Linked DNA regions of Mus musculus: region 1 is linked to region 2. A link is a contact called in public Hi-C data. All regions are on one chromosome and are shown on one strand. Each heading gives the region's core, a stretch centred on a gene start, on an enhancer-like site or on the middle of the called end of the contact. The rest is flanking DNA. Distances are from core to core; before and after follow the strand shown.

Region 1 (7,267 bases), core at 4,735-7,234, 820 kb after region 2:
ATTTTCTGCAAACATGTCAGCTCACATTTTCTTTCTGCAGTATTTTGACCTATCCTCATTGCTCCTGCATGACCATAGGAGCTAACTTCACCCCTTTGTACCATGGTTTTCTCAATTATAATTTTGGACTATATGACTTTAAAACATTCCTTTAAAAACTACTGAATTATTATTGTAAACAACGAGACTTAGAAATTGTTGCACAGTTCATGTGGTCACATCAGAAAGTCAGAAAGATACCTATAATGGAAGGCTATTTGATGACTTCCCCAATGTGCCCAAAAAAAAAAAAAATCTGCTGATATCTCTTAATGAAAATGTAATTTTTTCATTATCATTATCTGAAGAGTCCCTTTGCAAGAATGTTTCTATGCATTTTGACAGTTATTTTTCTCATGTTTCTAGAGCAACTTTAAAATTCAACATTTATTTTTCATGTTCTTTCCTCAAAATGTGACAATTCCCTTCCTTAGGAACAAAAATAAATAACATTTTTTTAACAGCTGTCATAGAGGAAAAAAAAAAAAAACATTGGGAAGAAACCGTACCTGAGGTGACTTGCCTTCAAATAAATTAATACTAATGTTCAGTATTTAACAACAGTCTGAGGAATCAGAAGAGGAAAATTAGCCAGCGTTATATAAATAATTATGCACATGAAAGAATAAACTAAGTGAAAGAAATAAAGAGCAAAGTATTAAGTCCTATGCACTGGAGATTATTTTTTTTGCTTTGAAAACTCAAAGCAAGAACACTTTACAGCACTGAGAATATCAAAGTTACTCTGACAGGCTAGGCAGGTTACAGCTCCAAAATTGAAAGTGACTCTTAAAAGATAAATAAAATGGCCAGAAAATAACTTCCTTTAAGAGACAAAGATCAATTTTCCTTGGCATATGTGCACTTAAAGTCCCTCATCCTCCTCTTCCTCTTCTCCTCCTCCTCCTTCAATTATTTGAATCCTGCAATTCTTGGAATGGATACTGTTGATGCTCCATATCGAACCCTCCTTGCTTTCTATAAGCACCTAGCTTTCTTACAGAGAACTTCCTGCTGAGACACACAGTGTGTGTTGATCAGATCTATGTCAACTCGACATATGGTAGTTATTTAGGAAGAAGGAACCCAACTGAAAAAAAAAATCCTCAGCAGATTACTCTGTGGGAAAGCCTATGGCACATTAACTTGATTGATAATGGATGTGGGAGAGCCCAGCTCTCTGTGGAAGGTACAACTCCTGGACTTGTGGTTCTGGGTGCTATAAAAAAAATCAGACTGAGCAAGTCATGAGAGTAAGCCAGTAAGCAGTGCCCCTCAGTGGCTTCTGTATTAGTTTCTGCCACCACATTCCTGCCTTGAGTTCCTGCTCTGACTTCCCTCAGTGATAGACTTTGATGTGGAAGTGGAATAAACTTTTTCATCTTCATGTTATTTATAATTATGGTGTTTTATCACAGCAATAGAAATTCTAACTTAATACTGTATAAGAGCCATGAGGCTTAAGTCATAATGGTTTCTTCTCCAACATTTCTAGGAGGTTCAGGTTCTCATTACAGAAAGGCATTATTCGTTGGCTATGAAAAGTGATATTTTCTTCTTGAATTATAGGGAAAAATTGTTTCAACAGGTCCCAGTGTTCATTTTTATAGCTATCAACACAGGATTAAGCTAAAGTGTGGGGGTAGGCATCAAGAATGAATTCTGATATAGAGTCCACACTGTAGCGTCTTCCAGGTCCACTCACAATTTTTGAGCCTGACCCAGAAACACAGGGTATATTGATCAATCACCCCTTGACCACTCCAGCTGCCTTCTTTCTTGTGGAACATTACCAGACAGTAAACTGTTTTCCAAAGCACAAACAGAAACTGATTACTACCTTAAGCCAAGTTTCTTTTTCTCCCCTTTATTTATTTATTCACCTTACATTCTGATCACCACCCCAAACTCACTTTATGTAAACTCCAGAGCTTAATCCCTCTTTGGAACATACTTTAGTTGAATAACCCTCTGTCACTATTGTTGGAAGATATACCACTGTGCTGTGTAAAGTTTGTAGTAAATTCATTGGGTTGAGATCGAGTGCTTCCTTCTCTGGATTCCCAGTTGACCTCATCTCACGATTGTTTAGCACATTCTTCATAGATATTTCCTGGCCTCTGATTTTGGGACCACACCAAGAACAAGCATCTATTAATATTCATTATTAAATCGCTTATTATTTTATGCTCTTTCTCTCTCTCTGTGTGTGTGTGTGTGTGCTAGGGCACACATTTAGATGTAGTGAAGGTATTATGATATCCTCATCATTCTATTCATTACTGGCTCAAACGTTGAAATGTGAATGTACAGTACCTCAGAATGTAACTCTATCTGAAGATGCAAGGTGTCTGTCTGTCTGTCTCTGTCTCTGTCTCTCTCTCTCTTTCTGTCTCTCTCTGTCTCTCTGTCTGTCTCTGTCTCTGTCTGTGTGTGTGTGAGAGAGAGAGACTGTTAATATTTATAGTCAAGTTGCTTGGGTTTGGAATGACCTAGATAGCTCATGCCTGTGCATATTTATGAGGATGTTTACAAAACAATAATTTGAATGAGACTGGAGGATAGACTCTGAATCCCTGAAATGGGGTCCCAGAATAAAACAAAAGGCATAAAAACAGGAAGACAGTTGAGTATCAGGATCCATTCTTGATTTGTCATGGCTCTGGACAAAATATGTTCAATTGTATCCTGCTCCCTTTTTAATGATTTATTTATTTATGTGCATTAATGTTTTGCCTGCATTATGCCTTGTGAGGGCGTCAAATCACTTGTAGCTGAAGTACAGACATTGTGAACTGCCATATGGAAGAGCAGCCAGTGCTCTAAACTTTTGAGCACTTAAACTTAAACTTAAGCCATTATCTGGCGTTCTTGATGTATCCGTTAAAGCCACAGTGATAAAAGTAACTAATACAAGAATTTGGTAACAAAAGATGGATTGCTCTTGTCATAAACATGACCACATGGCCTTTAAGCTTTTAGAACTGGTTTTCTAAAAGGAAAAAAAAAATTTGGGCAAAACCAAGAGAAGGCCTGGAATCAGATCCTAACAGGCCATTCTAATGAGGGGGTGGAAAGCTAGAATTTTGACAGAAAGAAAGACAATAAAGGTCGTGTTCACAAAGTTTCAGAACAGTATAGAGACACTTGTACTTGAAGCTGAATCTAAATGTAATGGATTAAGCTGGATGGCTGAAGAAAATTTAAGATAGCATAATGTCCAACTGCATCATGGTATCCAAGTTAGGGTTGCTATTCCTATGATAAAGAACTATGAGTAAAAGCAAGATGGGGAGGAATGGATCTATTTGGTTACACTTCTACACTGTAGTTCATCATTAAGGAAGTGATGGCAGGAACTCCAAAAGGGCAGGGACATGGAGGCAGGAACTGATACAGTCGCCAGGGAGAAGTGCTGCTTATTGGTTTGCTCAGCCTGTTTTTTTTTTTTTTTTTTTTTTTTTTTTTTTTCCTAGAACTGTAAACCACTAGCCCAGGGGTGCCATTACCCAGGATGGTCTGGGCCTTCCCCTATCAATCACTAATTAAGAAAATTCCCTACAGGATGCTTACAGCAAGATCTTATGGGGGCATTTTCTCAACTTAGGATCCTTCTTCAGATGCCACAAACTAACTTGTGTCAAGTAGACCTAAAACTGTCCAGCACAAACAGTGTTACTTACTGTGCTTAGTTTGATTATGAGAAACTAAAGATGTATGGAAGATGTAACTTGTTGAGGAAAGTGGTTAAGTAAGCCATTTTATGTTGAGAAAGTAACTGTGCTTGTTAAGAGATTAGTAACGTGAAAGTGAAACATCTTACTCTCTAGGAGGACAAAGGAACAGCAGCCTGAGGGCAACACTCTTCTCAACAAAATCTCCAAATTTGAAAATGAAAGTTCAAAGATACAGTGGTGGTTCGAATATGCTTGGCCCACGGGGGTGGTGCTGTTGGGAGATGTGGTCTTACTGGAGAAAAAGTGTTAATGTGGGGGTGGGCTTTGAGACCCTCCTTCTAACTGCTTGCAAGACAGTCTTTTGTTTGCCTTTGGGACAAGATGTAGAACTCTCAGCTCCTCCAGCACTATACCTTCCTGGACACTGCTATTCTTTCTCCCATGATGATAACAGTCTGAACCTCTGACACTGTAAGCTAGACCCACTTAAATATTTGCTTTATAAGTGTTTTAGTCATGGTGTCTCTTCATAGCAATGGAAACCCTAACTAGGATGGAAGAGAACTTAAACTATGAATTCCTCAGAGAGGGGTTCTCATCTGGCCATTAGATTTTACTATTAACTTGACAAAGCCTAGTGTCACCTGAGAAGAGAGTCTCATTGGAGTGATAAGGCAGGTCAGATTGGCCTGTGGGTGTGTCTGAGGAGTTTGTCTTGATTGTTAATTGATGTAGGAGGGCTCTGGTCACTGTGGGCAGCACCATTCCCTGGGTAGATAGTCAGAGGCTGTGGGAAGCAGATGAAGTCCTTAGTGAATATAGATTGTTAACATGAACATGATCACCTCACAACTGTCAATGCTTCAGACCCATGGCAATGCCAAGGTCCTACAAGGATGTAGACAGTGTATGTAAAGAAGTTATCAACTACAGCTTCTTCCTCCTGAGTGACTACAACCTAGAGTGCTGCACTTCAGAGACACCACAATCAAGATTAGCTAACCTGCCTCCTCCTTTAGCCTATGTAAGCCTTCTTATTTTCCAGGCTACTAGTGTGTCATCAGAACACACAGCCCAACCCAATCCTAGCTTTTCTGTACATGTGTCTGTTGTTTCTTCATTCCCCACTGCCCCAGTCAAGACAATCCCAAAGTTGTGCAGGTCACAGCAAGTCGTACCTGAACCAGGGTCCTTGACTACAAGAAAGTTGAATTGGTTAGTTAGACAAGGGAACAGTCCTGAGAGAGGCATGCCAATAAATGTTAGGGACAATCAGAGTCTAGAGATGGGCAGTTATATGTTAGTATTTTGAAGGAGGTTTTTGAGAAACTGCAGAAGTTAAAAAATGTTACAGCCACCTCAATTGTTTAGACCATGTTCAGGAAACATGTCCTGGCTTTCTAGAAGATGGGATAGTGAATTTGGCTATTTGAGAAAAGGTGGTAGAAAACTAAGGGATACGCCTTAAAGGACAGAGAGGTATCCATCCTGTGACTAGAAGATAATGCTAGACTTAATATCCTGACACACAGATTTAAACCTATTGAATACTATTAAGTCTAGTTCTAAGCTGTGTTGTAACAATGTTTTATCAATGTACTTGAAAAATACTTTTTCCTATGACTTTGTTGTTGTTGTTGTTGTGTCACTACAAAAAGTTCATTGAAAAATAGAATTATGGGTTATCCTAACCTGGGAAACATGGGTATGTTTGCCTCCAGAATAAATTCTCTTACCTATTTTAAGGTGAGAATTGCTTTTGTATGGACAAAGAGAAGCCAGCATCCTTCTCCTTTGATGCATTTTGTTTTTATTAATAAATCTATACTTCATATTGGCTAAGCATGAAATAATTTTCTTCGTAGAAGCCATGAACTGTTTTTTGTTTTGTTTTGTTTTTTGTTTTTCCTGCAAGTCTCTTAAAAGAACTCCCCAGCCATTGATGGCCCCAGAGTAGAGGGACTTCGAACTGTTTCCCCATCTGGTGGAGCACACACACTTTAGAGATTCCACATCTGAGGCCTGCGCTGCACACACATACACACACACACACACACACACACACACACACACACAAGGGCGTCTCCTGTCCATTGTATTCGCTGGAGTGAGCGCAGAGAGTGATGCGACACCCGACTCCGGTCGCCTAGACTGTGGCTTTCTCAAGGCTGTCACACCAGGACACGCGCTTGACCGGCAGTATCACCCGCGGTCCCTGTAGCTCTCCCATCCCTGACCTTTCGACCCCCGCGTAGACGCGTCGACGTCATAAGCGGCGCGACCTGCAGGCGGCGCGTTTGCTTCGCGTCAGGCCTGGGTCTCGGTGTCAGCTCAGGCCGGAGCGCGACCCTGGCTTTGTGGTCTCCGTGGCGGGTTGGGCCCTGAGCCGCCGCCGAGGCATGTGGGCGCTCGTGGGGCGGGCTCTCGCGCCGTGGGCCGCCGGGGCCCGGCACGCGGCTGCCTCGGAGCCCAGGGCCGCCTGCAGGCTCTTCAGCGCGGCCGAGCTCAAGGTGACCATCACCCGGGGAAGGTGCAGGGCTTCAGCACATGCACGGTGGGCGAGCATCCTCGGCTGCTCGCCGGCGCGGCGTGGGCTGCGCTTCACCCGCATCAGAAGCGTGCCCGCTAGCTCCTCGGCTTAGGGCTGGTGTAGCTCACGAGCGGGTGCTATTTCTAAAAACCTCCGAGAAGCTGCTCCTTTGTAGCATCGATTTCCCTGAAGTTTTAGTTATCGTTTCTTGAGTAACTGGCTTGACTTGCATCCGATCCTGCAGCTTCTTTGCTGCGTTGGGATAGTTATCAAATTTCAAAGATTGGAGGATGCAAAGGCGTGGAGTATTTTAGTCCCATGCAAGGGACTTGTGGTTAGAAAAATGGACTTGTATTCGTCACCGTTCAGGGTTTTTGAAAGTCGAGCGGGTTTGCGAAAGTCGTGCGGGTTTGCATCACTTTGTCCTAAATGCGTGGTGGGGGACTACAATGCAGCTTTTACATTTTGTTTGAATAATTTTTCCATACCCTTACCTGCCTTACACTAAGTAAGAAATAGAAAGCTAAAACAAATGTTATAGTCATGACAGTTTCATCAACTGAATATGCCTAGGGAGCGCGCGCGCGCACACACACACATACACACTCACACCCCAGACTGTTTTGCTCAGACACCCATTTCCAGGAGTATGTGGTGTGTCTAAGAGATTTTGCTTGATAAGGCATTCTTGGACTCCTGAGGACTTATATATGGCTTTCACTCTCCATGAAAGTAAATTTGCAATTAGCTCAATATGTGAGGAAGTATTACTTAAGGATTTTATATTTAGCTTTGTTTATGGAACTGATATATTTGTCAAGTATTTTGTAATTTGTTCTTTGTAGTTAGGCTTAGTCATACATCTTTATTAGGGAGCGGGGAGCTTACAAAACTGCAATACGTGAAGTTGTCCATCGATGGAAAGACTTTTCTTTGAATTTGTACTTTGTTTTATGGAAAATTTATACCCTTAACTGTGATATTCCCTTCCCTTCTTAGGAGAAACCTGACATGTCTAGAT
Region 2 (7,243 bases), core at 4,062-6,561:
TTGAAATGTTTTCAACTCAGAAAAAAATGAATGTTTATGTTTACTGAACAATTTTAGTGATTTGCAGCAGTCATTTAAAATCTGTCTCTCTAAAATTGTGGTGTACCAAAAAGCAGTGGATTTTGGAATATGCTAACTATTCTCACAAACTATTCATCTTTCTTAGTGAAAGAGTGATCGGTCATCTCAAGAAAGTTTTATGGGACAAGATGTCTGGACTAAATATTTTATCTTTAATGAAAACATAACTGACCAAAGCTCACTTTATTATCTTTATTAAGATAGGCATATAAGTAAATATATGAAATTAATTATGACAACTATCAAAAGGAAAGGAATACAAACTCCCACAGATACAAAAACAGGTGGTGAGATAAGGTTTTGTCTGGAAAGTTGATAATGAAGTCTCTCTTTAGACACATAAGAATCTCAAGGTAGAGTGTACCATGGAGAATGCAACACATTAGGCTGATAAGTGATATGGTTTGTTGCAGAAGGGAAAAAAAAAAAAAACTAGAGTGCTGGAGACCAAGTAGGACCTTTCTAGAGCATTAAGCCTATATTCTTCCATGGTGGATATTCAGTTCATGAATCCAAGCTTTTCTATAATTGTGTTCATACTTAACACTATCCTGCTATATTGAAGGCTAGTGATTTCAGTTTTATTGTTTGGAAATACATTTGTCTGCTAGTATAAGGGCTACTCTTTCTAGACTGACTTCAGTCATCTAACAAAGAAACTATTTCAGCCTTGCATTGCATTGAGTTAAGCCCACAAATCACTACTCTAATTACCAGTCAAGGAATTCTTTGTCACCACTAATAGAATAGGGCTTTCCTCCATCTCATACATTCTTTCCTGGGGAGAGGAGATGGTTCATAAAACTCAAGAAACTTGTGTATTTAACAAAACAAATGAGGCCTCTTTATAAGGTGATAGAATTAGCAACAGAACCACTGAAGGAGAGGTGGAGCTGCCTGCATGCCTGGAAGAATCCAGAGCTGTAGTGTCATGCGCTGTCAGTCATGCTGATGTAAATATTCTAGAGATATGGTTGTCTTTTTATCACCAGTTCCCAAACATAGACCTTCATCCATGTCCCTATAAGGTAGTTCTGATAACTGCATCCGTTCATCAAATTAGACAAGACATAATTGTTTGTTTGGTTTGTTGTTGGTGCTATTGTGCCAGGAAGCGCTTGTGAATCCCAAAAGACCACCAAGGAGCCAGCTCTGATATAATCACAGTAGGGTCTATTACAGACTCGAGTTTGGGCCTACTCACAGCTGATCCACAGGGTTGCTTGGTGAAGCAGCCCGAACATTCACCAGACTAGGTATTATAGGAAAGTGGGAGCAAGTGAAGGGGTGTCCTGCTTGACAAGAATCTAAAGGAAAGTCTATTGTGAGCCAACAGGTGGGTGCTCTGAAGCAAGACAGTATACAATCACGAAAAAGTCTGAAAGTACATCTGAAACAATCAAACTAATCTTTGATTAACGGTTGCTAAGAAGTAGCTAGGGAGTAACTCTGGCTAAGGACTAGCCATGGGATTCATCCTGGCACTTGGATACAGCTTGGGTTTAGTTGTAGGTCAAGTTTTCAGGCTTCTTTTTTTTCTTTTAAGATGGAGGCAGGTCCCAAAATGGAGTATGTTCAGCCTCCCAGTGCCCCACCTAGGGTCAATAAACATTTCAAGAAAAGTAATATAACACCTGTAGATGACAATTTCTACCTCCTCTTTGTGGGGTATTTCAGCTAATGCCACCCCTGTTGGGTCCTGGGAGACTCTTGCTTTCCTGGCATCTGGGACTTTCTGGGTACTACCTCCAGTTCCCTATCCCTCATGGCTACACACCTCTGTTCAATTTCCTGACCCTCTGTACATCTCCTCCATCTCCTCCCATACCTGATTCTGCCCTTCTTTTTCCCCTCCTCCTCTTCTCTTCCTCCCATGTCCCTCCCACCATCTTCTTCCCTTGATTATTTTGTTCCCCCTTCCAAGTAGAACTGAAGCATCCTCTCTTTGGTCTTCATTCTTCTTGATCTTCATGTAGTCTGTGAGCTGTATCGTGAGTATTCTACACTTTATGCCTAATATTCACTTATCAGTTAGTACATACCATGAGTGATCTTTTCTGACTGAGTTACCTCACTCAGGATAATATTTTCTAGATCCATCTATTTTTCTGCAAATTTCACCTACTAAAATTTAGTTTGTTGAAATTCCATGTACTGGCTTATAAAACAACAAACTTGTTCTATATGTGTTCTTCAGTGGAGCTAGTAGGGACCTGCACAAGCTAATTCTGTCATTTTCCTGAGCCAAGCCTTTCCTTTCCTCTGGTCACCTTTGCTGTCTGGTACTAGTAACAAGTGCTCTCCCTTACTTTTGCACTATTCACATATCACTGTTTTAACTAAAACATTTCTTTAAACTTTAGCATGTATTTGCACTGTAACACTATTATGGCAAAGAAAAACAAACAACAACAACAACAAACCAACCAACCAACCAACCAACCAACCAAACCCCAGAAATGCATGTTGATTGATTTATCTTCAGGCCCTTTATCTGATAGTATTGATTTTCTGATTCTTTCTACTTTCTCCATCTTGTGTGCATCATTGACTTACTAAATTCTTATTCCTTTAATTTTGTCTTAAATGAAGCATTCTACAGGATTCTTTCAAATTAATATTGCTTTGCTTATTGCTCTTACCCAAATAAAATTAAGCAGTTTTCTCTGTCATACTTATCAGGTTTTTTATGGAATGAAATGAAGATATATTTTCTCACAATAATCTTCTATGAAATACTTAAGAATAGTCTCAGAAGTGCCTTTTTAGGGCATATGCTTATAAGTTAATGATAATAGCATGGGTTTATGAATAAGCATATTGTACAAATCTGTTCAAGCTACTTAGCCAACTTTCTAAGCCAAATGGCTGTAATAAGATGACTCCTTTAAGTGAGGACATTGACTGGAGCCCTCTATCTGATATGCAAATTCCTGTTTTTAACACATTATACTAACATTTGTAGAAGACCCTGAATTCCTACTGTTAAGGGAATTTAAGACACAGTAGACTCTTGAGATGAGAGAGAGAAATAAAGAAAAGAAAAGGGAAGAAGGAAGGGAAGAAGGAAAAAAAGAAGGAAGGAAACAAGGCGGGAAGGAAGAAGGAAGGAAGAAAATATCCATCCTTATGTTTTTCTAATTTTATACTGATCATAATATCTTTAAGGGCAATGGCACATGTTCGTCCTTGTGGAAAACTGATGACTGACTACATATGCACATATGTGAGAATGTTCTAGTCTGCCATAGTAAAGACCTAATCCGAAGATGTATTTGCACTGCCATTTAACATCCTGATTAACTACTGGGCGTATGTGCCTGAAATGGTGTATAGAGAAGTTAATTATTAACGTAAATGAAAAGTTTCCCTATTTCCAAATCCATTAACAAAGCATGTCTTTTGCTTTCAATCATGCTTGATTGTATTTTCCCTTTTTGTTCACGAACTGGGATTTTTGTCTAGTAATGAATAAACCCATAAACCATCTGGCAGTTGTCTCATGGCTCATTACATGCTATGGGTCACTCCAAAAAGTCGCCTCAGGTGATATTTAAAATGTCGCATGCAGAGAAAATCACTTTGTGTTATGGAGAACAGAAGTTTGAGAAATGAGACCTTTCACCCTTCTTAATATCAGTAGCTAGACTGAAAATATGGCCAGAAAAATCACGTAGTAACCCTTAGTTCTTGTTTTGCAGCTGTACATTATGGAGTTCTGCATATGTGGAAGATATGCAGACACACTTTTATAATAGCTAAGATAATAAGATTTGCAAGATGGCTCCCACATCTAGCACATTTGCCATTTCTTAATTATTAATGGTGTGACTACATATTTACTACAGTTTTTGCAAAGCCTTGTCAATATTTCATGAGGACTAGGAATTGGAAGTTTACAGTGACATTCAGGCATTCTTTCTGGGATGGATTCTCCCCCTAGAGACCTAATCATCATAGATATGAATCATTAGTTTCTTTCTATAAATGCTACTGTGTATTTTAGCTCTTAGTTCAGAGCCTACAGTTGACTTTGGTGTCTCCTGCACATAATTTCTCTTCCTGGAAAAGAAAATCACAATTAATATTCTAACTTATAATCTGTCATTCTGCTGTCAGTTGAGAATAAGTTTGCTGTGGCTAGAGTATTATGTGAAAATATTTTGGAATAAAACTTAGTGGGAAGACAGTATCCAGAATTCACAATGCAAAAACAAGATGTATTAAACTCATAATTTCATGTAAAGGAGCTGAGCCATAATTCCGCTATGCAGCCAGGAGATAGATCATAACCTATACAGAAAAAGCAGCCTGCAAAACATGTTATGTAATTGATTGTTTTGCATAGTCTTCAAATGGAAATAAAATTTTATATCAGTGGATTATTATGAGAGAATGATCACTACTTATGTCATGAAGTGTGAGGTAGGAATGTTCATTTGGCTCTGGTTTCAGAATGAGAACTGAAAAGCAATTTTGATATCATAGAGAAGAAGATCTTGGACTTTTTTTTCTAAACTATGGTAGATGTATAGAAACAACATAGTAACTTCCTGAAGCCCTTGTGGTACTTGTCTACACATTTCAACACTGATGAAAATTATGAGAAGAAAAAAACCAAAAACTAAATTAAGTATAGCTACATAGACGTTATTTTACTTTTTCCATTTTTGTGCATTATTTCCAAATGTCACTTATGTAACCAAGCATACAGGATGTATATTATTCATTGATGAATACTGGATATAGTCATTTTAGAAGACTCAATTTCTGCAAGAAGAAAGGACTGAAAGGTTTTAGTCTCGATTGAGGTAGCATGTTTCTTTTGTTGTTTTTGTTTTTGTTTTGTTTTTTTGTTTTGTTTTGGTTTTTGGTTTTGTACTTGCTTTTGGTGGTTTTTTTTTTTTTTTTCTGTAATAAGAATTCTATCAAAAAAAGAAAATGTCCTTAGGTCTTGATGCTAGAAACTGTTAATTCTGTGTTCTCCCTCCACTTCTGCTGTAGACAGGGTTGGGTGCACATGTTGTTTTGAAACTGAGGAGGTTATTTTTGGGGAAGGCAGACAAAGTTCAAACTAGAGTTCCTCATTCTCTAAGGCCGTTCTTTCTAACCATAAAGGTTGCAGGCTTTCCTGTGCGTGTCTGCTGTGGGAGGGTGTTCTTAAGCAGTGTCATCTGTATCTCTGTTCCTCCCCCACTCTTCTTTGTTGAGATGACACAAAGAGCCATTATTGTACGTTGGGTCACTTTGGAGAAACTGGGCGTGGTCTGGTGCAACCAGCCAAGACTAACGACAGAGTTACTGCTTTTGCCCTGACTGCTGGCCTCTTTTTAAGCAACGATTGATATTGTGAAGATAGTGAAGTCCTAAAGACAGGCTCACCTCCATTCTTTCTTGCAGGAAAAGAGAAGGCTACAGGATCTTCAACAGAGGCGAAAGCATTTTTTTTTAAATTGATGAAGTTATTTAAGACAACACTGAGTCAAAAAAGAGAGTTCTTATTTAAGCCACCTTTTTTTTCCCAGTCACTGAACTAGGCCTGGAAGGAGGCTTCAGGCCAACTGTATGACCAGTGAGGAGGGGCTTCACCTCAGACACAGTTGCTTCTGGGCCCTCTTCCCACTGCTTCTCCTTATGATGATACAGGGAGCAGGCAAAAGCCAGTAATGGTGCTATATACAGAGCATAGAGCGGGTGTGGTCTTCTGTGGGCAGCACAGATGAATAGCAGATAGATAAGCCCTTTGGCAGATGCATCATCTGGCCTAAATATAGTAAGGTCTGTAATTATAGGTTCATTTCCCTTCCTCTTTATGGGAAGATTGAATCTTAGAGAATCTTTGATCTTGGACAAAAGTGTCACTTCCAGAAGGACGGGTCTATTAGTTGGGTCCTACAGCTATACCTCTCTGTAGGTGACATTCGAATAGATAGTAAGATGCCTTTGTTTAATTACATCTGTTTAGAAAAGAGTCTTGGCTATCATGCTCATCAAAGCCAATGTCAGTTTACAGGTTCTAGTGGAGACTCCCTCGTCCAATGAATGGTTAGCTTTCCATGACCTTACATTATATGATTACCTCATGATTTTATTAGATATTGGCCTAAGCTTAGGGTTCACAGTTAATAAGCAGATGAACATGCTCCGGGGTGGGGGGGAGGGGGCTTCTCTAAGGCATTTAGAATTCTTAGGTCCCTCAGTGAGCTTGCTCCTAAAGTTGTCTAAAGATGACTGCTATGAACAATAGGAACCATAAAGTATGGGAAGACACCCAAAGTTCAGGTACTCATATTTGAGATACCTATATTGTATGTTTACAAAAAGTCCTGAAAACCAGATTAGTAATACCCACAGTGTCTGACATGCTTTTATCTAATGGTGAAATTTATTCCATGACCGAAATTTATGATTTTCACTCTATAAATCTATGGTGATCTTACCTGGCTTTATGTCTAGGTGAACTATGCTGTGGCCTGTCTGATATTTGTTGGAAAATACCTATGGTCCCATTCTCTCTGGATCACTGCCCATAGATGAGAGGCAGTAGCTTTATGATGAGGTAGATTCTGAATCCACTCAAAGACTTGGGTTGACAAGGTAATTGGGGGGCTATCCAGTATTATCATGATGTCCAGCTCTGTTATAACTGGGTGATGCTACTGCTGCTTCTTAATCAGCACCTTCACAGAGACTCTGGAGCCAGGCAGGTAGTGTTGGGCCAACTGTACCTTGAATTGCACCAATGACTTCTGTTTTCATAATCTTATATTGAGAGTGGAAGGTCTCTCAGAGAAACTAGGCATAGACCTGTGAGCTTGCTGTCTCCTGCCTAACATTTGTTGGGAAATACCTCTGGTCCCATTCTCTCTGAGTCACTGCCCATAGATGAGAGGCAGTAACTCTTCTTCCTCATGATGAGGTATATTCTGAATCCACTCCGTGACTTGGGAGTAACAAGATAATTGCGTGGGGGTGTTACTCAATATTATCATGACATCCAGCTGTGTTATAACTGGGTGATGCTACTGCTGCTTCTCGATCAGTGCCTTCACAGAGTCTCCAGAACCTGTCAGGCAGTGTTGGGCCACCTTTACTTTGAATTGCACCTATGACCTATGGTCTCCAAAACTATATATTGGGACTAGAGGTGCTCTCAGTTAGA

What was found. A called contact is a pair of places that touch in the nucleus more often than the background predicts.
Region 1: a Hi-C map of B cells shows a contact between it and region 2, with 8 read pairs. The contact joins the promoter of Guf1 here to the enhancer-like site in region 2. A contact is called at or near these places in 4 of 39 promoter capture datasets (the C10 cell line, cranial neural crest, hippocampal neurons and 1 more), 1 of 484 Hi-C or Micro-C datasets (B cells) and 1 of 115 datasets of contacts at active chromatin or transcription factors (large pre-B cells).

What each region holds. Positions count from the first base shown.
Region 1 is chr5:69,550,940-69,558,206 of GRCm38.p6, forward strand. It overlaps Guf1 (GUF1 homolog, GTPase), which reads left to right and starts at 5,985. Exons shown (of 17, transcript NM_172711.3): 1 at 5,985-6,226; 2 at 7,246-7,267. The coding sequence starts at 6,116.
Region 2 is chr5:68,730,175-68,737,417 of GRCm38.p6, forward strand. No RefSeq gene overlaps it. Among named protein-coding and RNA genes, the nearest start is that of Gm23605, 170 kb to the left of the region's middle. Within about 2 kb of position 5,312, at least 51 of the 459 cell types and tissues checked have an H3K27ac peak or open chromatin away from gene starts, as enhancers often do. A contact at or near this core is called in B cells and pre-B cells, where this site is marked.